Linked DNA regions of Sus scrofa: region 1 is linked to region 2. The links are chromatin contacts, called in public Hi-C maps. All regions are on one chromosome and are shown on one strand. The core of a region is the stretch at or near the end of the contact, and the rest is flanking DNA. Distances in the headings are between cores, read along the strand shown. Region 1 overlaps TMX4 (thioredoxin related transmembrane protein 4). Region 2 holds the start of HAO1 (hydroxyacid oxidase 1).

The links. Hi-C and Micro-C count contacts between places; a contact is called where the count stands out from the background.
Region 1: a contact with region 2 is called in a Hi-C map of liver, with 7 times the contacts expected there. The contact joins the enhancer-like site here to the promoter of HAO1 in region 2. A contact is called at or near these places in 1 of 5 promoter capture datasets (liver) and 19 of 47 Hi-C or Micro-C datasets (adipocytes, adipose tissue, embryonic fibroblasts and 10 more).

The regions. Positions count from the first base shown.
Region 1 is chr17:16,835,658-16,838,477 of Sscrofa11.1, reverse strand. TMX4 (thioredoxin related transmembrane protein 4) reads left to right here. Exons shown (of 8, transcript NM_001243407.1): 7 at 425-488; 8 at 2,014-2,820. The coding sequence ends at 2,411. Among named protein-coding and RNA genes, the nearest start is that of HAO1, 35 kb to the right of the region's middle. Within about 2 kb of position 1,452, at least 9 of the 83 cell types and tissues checked have an H3K27ac peak or open chromatin away from gene starts, as enhancers often do. A contact at or near this core is called in adipose tissue, fetal liver and liver, where this site is marked.
Region 2 is chr17:16,800,954-16,803,898 of Sscrofa11.1, reverse strand. HAO1 (hydroxyacid oxidase 1) reads left to right here and starts at 1,439. Exons shown (of 8, transcript NM_001243431.1): 1 at 1,439-1,621. The coding sequence starts at 1,485.

The sequences.
Region 1 (2,820 bases), core at 203-2,702, 35 kb before region 2:
GTCCCTATAGAAATTTCTTGTGGCACTACATCCTGAAATACTCTTCCACACACTCAGGGTTTACCCACTAGGGAGGGACAATGCATGTACAGACTAGTTTTATTTGTCAGTGTTTTCTAAAAGATCACTTTAGATGTGGCCGATAGTGTCTATTTTCTTATATCTGCTTGATTCATCTGTTTTTAGTGGGCTGTGTATATCATTTGATTTTGTGAACCCTGTTTTAATAATAGCGTTTTCTTACTTTATATCACATTTGAAAAGTAGGAAATTCTTAATCATACCCTTGTCTTTTTGGGGGACTTTGGGCCATTTGCTGTGTATTTGTGTATGAATATCTGGTTATAGAAACAGGGGCTAACTCTGGGACTATTCGATAATGTCTCATCCACTCATTGTAAAATCACTCTTTTTTTCCTTCCAGGTCTTGGTAGTAATATCAGAATGTTTCTCTATGCCACTTCCAAGGCATTTATCTGAACGTTCTGGTACGTATGACAAATTCATGCGATAGAGTATTTTTGGAATTCCATGGTGTGCCCTTATTGTACTCGTACAGTGGATTTCCCTCCAGATTTTCTAGGTGACCAAACCATCACAACTTCCACATTCCTTCAAGTATGTTCTCCAGATGTATTTGAACAAAAATTCTTTTTTTTCCCCCATCTCTTAAATTAGGGAATATTTCATTTTGGTAATTGCTCTTTGCCTGGAATTGCATGCCTTTCATTAATCAATTGACACCTTTTTCTTTCAAACTGGAATGAGAAGGGAGGGGCGCTTACACTTGGTGGGTTTCTCCCCTGTACCTGTAACTGTCCTCAGACCTTTAAAAGCAGTTTCCCCAAGTCCTTTCACTACCTCACACTGTTTCTGGGACAAAACAGCCCTGGATTTCCATGGTTTTATTACTATTTTTTTTTTTCAGAGAGACTTTGCATAAAGACTTATATGAGACTTTGTTGAGTTTTATGTGGAAGTCTATCTAAGTAAGCTGATGCATATTTTTTTAGTTGTTAAAGTTTTTAAGGCTTGGAGACTTCCATGTATAATTATAAATTGTATTATTTTTTTCCTTAGAGTTCTTAAAAGTAACAGAAACCCAGTTTAAAGCAACTTAAGGAGAAAAAAAGGGAAATTTATTAGCTCACATAACTGAAAAATCCAGGGATGTTCTGACTTTAAGTACAGCGCAAGGGATATTAGGTTTCTGTTGGTATGAAGCTGATTCAGTGGCTGTCAACAGCCCCAACTCAACTTTTTATCAGTTTAGCAATCCCTGTAGAAAGAGAGAAATCTTTTCCTCCTGACTCTGGTCAGAAACTCCGGGGAAATACTCTGATTGGCTGGGCTTAAGTCACATTTCTGAACCAATCATCATGACCAGTGAGCAGGTCACTGAACATTCAACAAGGTACAAAATATGAAGCACGAAGGAACCTTTGCCCTCCCTGCTCCTGGGCTCTGCCAGAGTCAACACGGCCAGGGAAGTTTCCAGAGAGAGATGAAGAGGCCCTGGGTGGAGCTAGGACGCCATCCAGAGATCTGTCCTGTGTGATAACATAGTTTCAGGATGGAGAAAACTGTCACACGTGCTGTTTCTTCACAGCTAAGTGCACTCGGTTGATTGCTGAACGACTTTTTAAAATGGAAGTGTGGTTGATGTACAATGTTATATTAGTTCCAGGTGTACAGCATGGTGATTTGATGACTTTATGGCTTATACCCCTTATTTAAAGTTATTATAAAATACTGCTTATGTAATAAAATACCCTGTTCTGTAAGTGACATCCTTGTATCCGATGTTTTATACCTACTAGTTTATACCTCTTATTTTTTTTCTATTGTCTTGCCTCTCCCTGCTGGTAACCACTAGTTTGTTTTCTGTGTCTATGAGCCTTTTTCTGTTTGGTTATATTCATATATTTTTTAGATTCCACATATAAGTGAAAACAACGCATTTGTCAAAGCCGTTATTTATCCAGAGAATGTCCCTCTCTCTTCCTTCCACAGAGCAGAGTCTCCAGTCAGAAGAGGCCCACACGGCTGAGCAGTTACAGGATGTAGAGGAGGAAAAGGATGATTCAAATGAAGAAGAAAACAAAGACAGCCTTGTAGATGACGAAGAAGAGAAGGAAGACCTCGGTGAGGAGGACGAAGCAGAGGAGGACGAGGAGGACAGCGCGGTCACCGGCAGGGACGAGGAGAGGAGTGATGCCCTGGACCAGAGGCCCCCAGGGGAGGCCCCGGAGGACGAGGCACCTGGTGGTGAGACTGGAGACAACACCCCCGAGCAGCCCAGTCTGGCTGGTGCAGAGGTGGCGGCGGAAGACACGCTGAGGCAGCGCAAGAGTCAGCATCCCGACAAGGGAGACAAGGGAGACGAGGGAGACGAGGGGCCATCGGCCTGATGACGGTGTTTCCCGGAGCACAGAACACAGGAGTGCCAGCTTCGCTCTGCTCTGCAGTTCAAACCAAATCCTTACTTTTCCCTGAATGCTCAAGCCTCTCCTTAAAAAACCATCTCTAGCTGCATAGTCTCATGGCGTTAAGCTTCATGTGTGTTAAGGAGACTCTTCCAGGCTTGACAGTCAGGATACAGAAAAGCAAACATAGTGTTAGGGTCGTTTGGGACCTGGGATGGGCACAGGTTCATTGACTTGGGGCTGTGGGGCTTTGACCAGAGGAAGCAATCCCCTGTGCATGGACAGCAGACATGGCTGCAGGCCCCTACAATGAAAGCAGGGGAACCTGAGCATCCTGTGTGGAGCCGCGGTCTTGCTTTCTCTTCGTGTACTGAGCATTTATGTTTGTCAGACT
Region 2 (2,945 bases), core at 190-2,689:
GTATCAGAATCACTTGGAAGGCTAGTTATAGCACAAAAGGCTGTAGAGTTTCTGATTCAGCACAACTGGGGTGGGGCCTGAGAATCTGTGCTTTTAACAAAAGTTCCCTGGTGAGGCTGATTGTTGCTGGTCCAGGGCCACAATTTGGGAAACACTGGCCCTTCAATTCCTTAGTTAACACTAGCACTTGACCTGCTTAAGTTTCATTCTGGAGTGTTAAATTGTCTCTGCATCAAAATTACTTGAGTTGCAAAGTGCTAACAGTTTTAATAACTATAGAAGTTGCAAATAAATGAATAGGTTTCTAAAAGGTCATGCTTTAATCTGCAACTTTTGATCAGTTCTCACAGGAAGTAAGATCTCAGACCAATTTTTATAATGATTTTCTTAGCTGTGCAGTTGAGTTTTTTCTTCTAGAAAGGATTAATGGATTTTCACTTTCCAATAGTATTTCTGAGGCCAATTTAGCTATCATTGAACTGAAGCAAAAAGCAGGCATCTGTGAACTTTGGAATAAACCGATATTGAATTCAATGCTAATCCTAACAGCTGTAAGGTCTTTAATTCCATTAAGGGGTAGTGAGATGGGAAGGAAAGGCAGCTAATACAGGATGAGTTACCAACCAATGGCATTTGTGGGCGACTGAAGCCTGCACCGTAGGATGCACATCTAGGAGTTAACTGCCAGAGGAGTGAGGAATTTCGTATTTATACACCAATTCCCTTAAGCTCTTGGTGTAGGATTGTTCCATGGAGCATTGAGTCCACAGCACTTTAGCCTGCCATGTGGATGGAAAAGTAGGCTCCAAGTTCAAGAGAACATTCTCATACAGGTGCAGGCAGTTGGAATTCAGCAGTTGAATAGCTGGTGAGCCACTTTAAGTGGGGGCTCCCAGGTGGAAATCCAGGACTGACCGATGTCAAAGCCATTGCTATCTTTCTTCTTCCCTTCCTTCCTCCTTTCCTTCTTCCTTCCCTCCCTCCCTCTCTTCCTCCCTTCCTTCCCATCCATTTCATAGGCTCTTTTTCATATATGTGCATGATCCAAATTTGGGAGGAAAATGAGTGGATGGCACATTCTGGGTACCAATTAAATAGCCAAGTCACACACCGTGGGAATGAAGCAGCCTTAGGAAGAACTGAGCCAAGAGGGGTTTCATGCAAGTACTTCTCTAGGTCTTTAATTTTTGACTCATTCTTATGCCTTTTTAACATGACAGACACCTAATCCCCTTCTGCTGCCTCTCCAGCCCAATTTTTTGTGGCTTAGGTGTACCTGCTCTTTGGCAGACAGCTGCAAAAGAAATTTCAAAGTCTAAGCATATGTTTGCTCACTTACTGTAAGCAACAGAGAAGGAAATCTGAACTTTGGAAAAAGTCTATTAATAATTGACAAATAGCAGAATTGTCAGGATGTAGAAAGCAATACAGAAAAAAAAAAAACAAACAAAAAACCATCCTGGCGTTTGCAATAACCCAGGAAAATGTTCACCCGGCTTGTCTGTATCAGTGATTATGAGCAACATGCTAAATCCATACTTCAGAAGTCTATATATGACTATTATAAGTCTGGGGCAAATGATCAGGAAACCTTGGCTGATAATATTGCAGCATTTTCCAGGTAAGAATATTTTTTTAAATCATGCTTTGAGATTACACATGGACATTCTACCAGAGCAAGATCAGTTTCTGTGTTGATAGTGTGAAATTATTTGTCTAGACAATATGCTTATTAGAGAGGGGGCAATTCATGGGGCTGTGAGACATATTGATCTTTAAACTTGTTTTAAAATAAAAATATCCCAAGCCTGGCAATCTTGGACAGCTGACAGAAAAAAAAATCTAACCCTAAGTTTCCTCACTTGAAATGACGTGGATGATTCATTTAACTGTGTATAAAAATAGTGACAGATTCTGACTCTGTTTTCTTTTTCTTTGAGGCTGACAGAGTGTATGTTTATGGTGGAGAAAGCCATTCGTATTAAATGCAAGATAGCCATCTTATCTGGTGGAACCAGATCGGATTGTTCTCTCAAATGTTCTCATCCTTCTGGCTTGCCATTATCATTCATTCTGATTACTATTGTCTAAACTTTCACTTGAGCTTTCAATTGGCCTAAAGAACATTAATCTTTCAGCTTTGCTGTTTCATCTCTAAAGTGCTTCATCTCTCTTCCCAAATTAGTTTTCCCTTGACTTTCATATTTCAAGATCCAACATGGTGGATGTCATGGTTTATGGTTTCTGTTTGTAATAAAAACAAGAAACAAAATAACTCTAAAGGAGTGCTTTTCTCTCAAGGCAGTTAGGAAATGGTTTATTTGCTGGAGCAGGGGAAGAGAGCCTTCAATATACTATAGTCTTTGAAGCTCATTGATCTTTTCTTCCAGCCATTAGTAAAGCCAATGAATGTCATGAGTACTCATTGATGGTGATAAATTAAAGAAAAAAAAGGCAGAAAGTATCCAAAGGAAAGAATCTACCTTCCTCCTTGATTTCTTCTTTAGCCCCTAGAGCAAAATCACTCAAAATCACTTTTCTACTTGTCAACTGGGAGAAATGAAATCATTCTACACAAGGTGGTTGCTGGCAAGCAGACTGATTCACCTGCAAATCAGTGTAGGAGCTTGAGAGTTGAAGTGGGGCCTCCCCTAAACTCCTTCAAGCCTTGACTTTGTCTTGGATTTTCTTTGCAACAAAAATGGCATTTTAAAAAAGCTAGGGGGAGCCATGGGAAGAGAAAAGTTGGCTGAGAGTGGAGGGGCTTAAAATTCTGCATGATCTTTTTTTCCAACCATTATGGAATTTTTTAGATCCTTTTGATATTTTCTGCTCTTGAGAGATGCTCGTTTTTGGACCTGTTTCAGCTGTTCGCCAGGTAGTGTGGTTTGCCTCTTAGTAGTCTCCTGAAAATGACACTTGAACCCAAACAGGTAATTTTAACC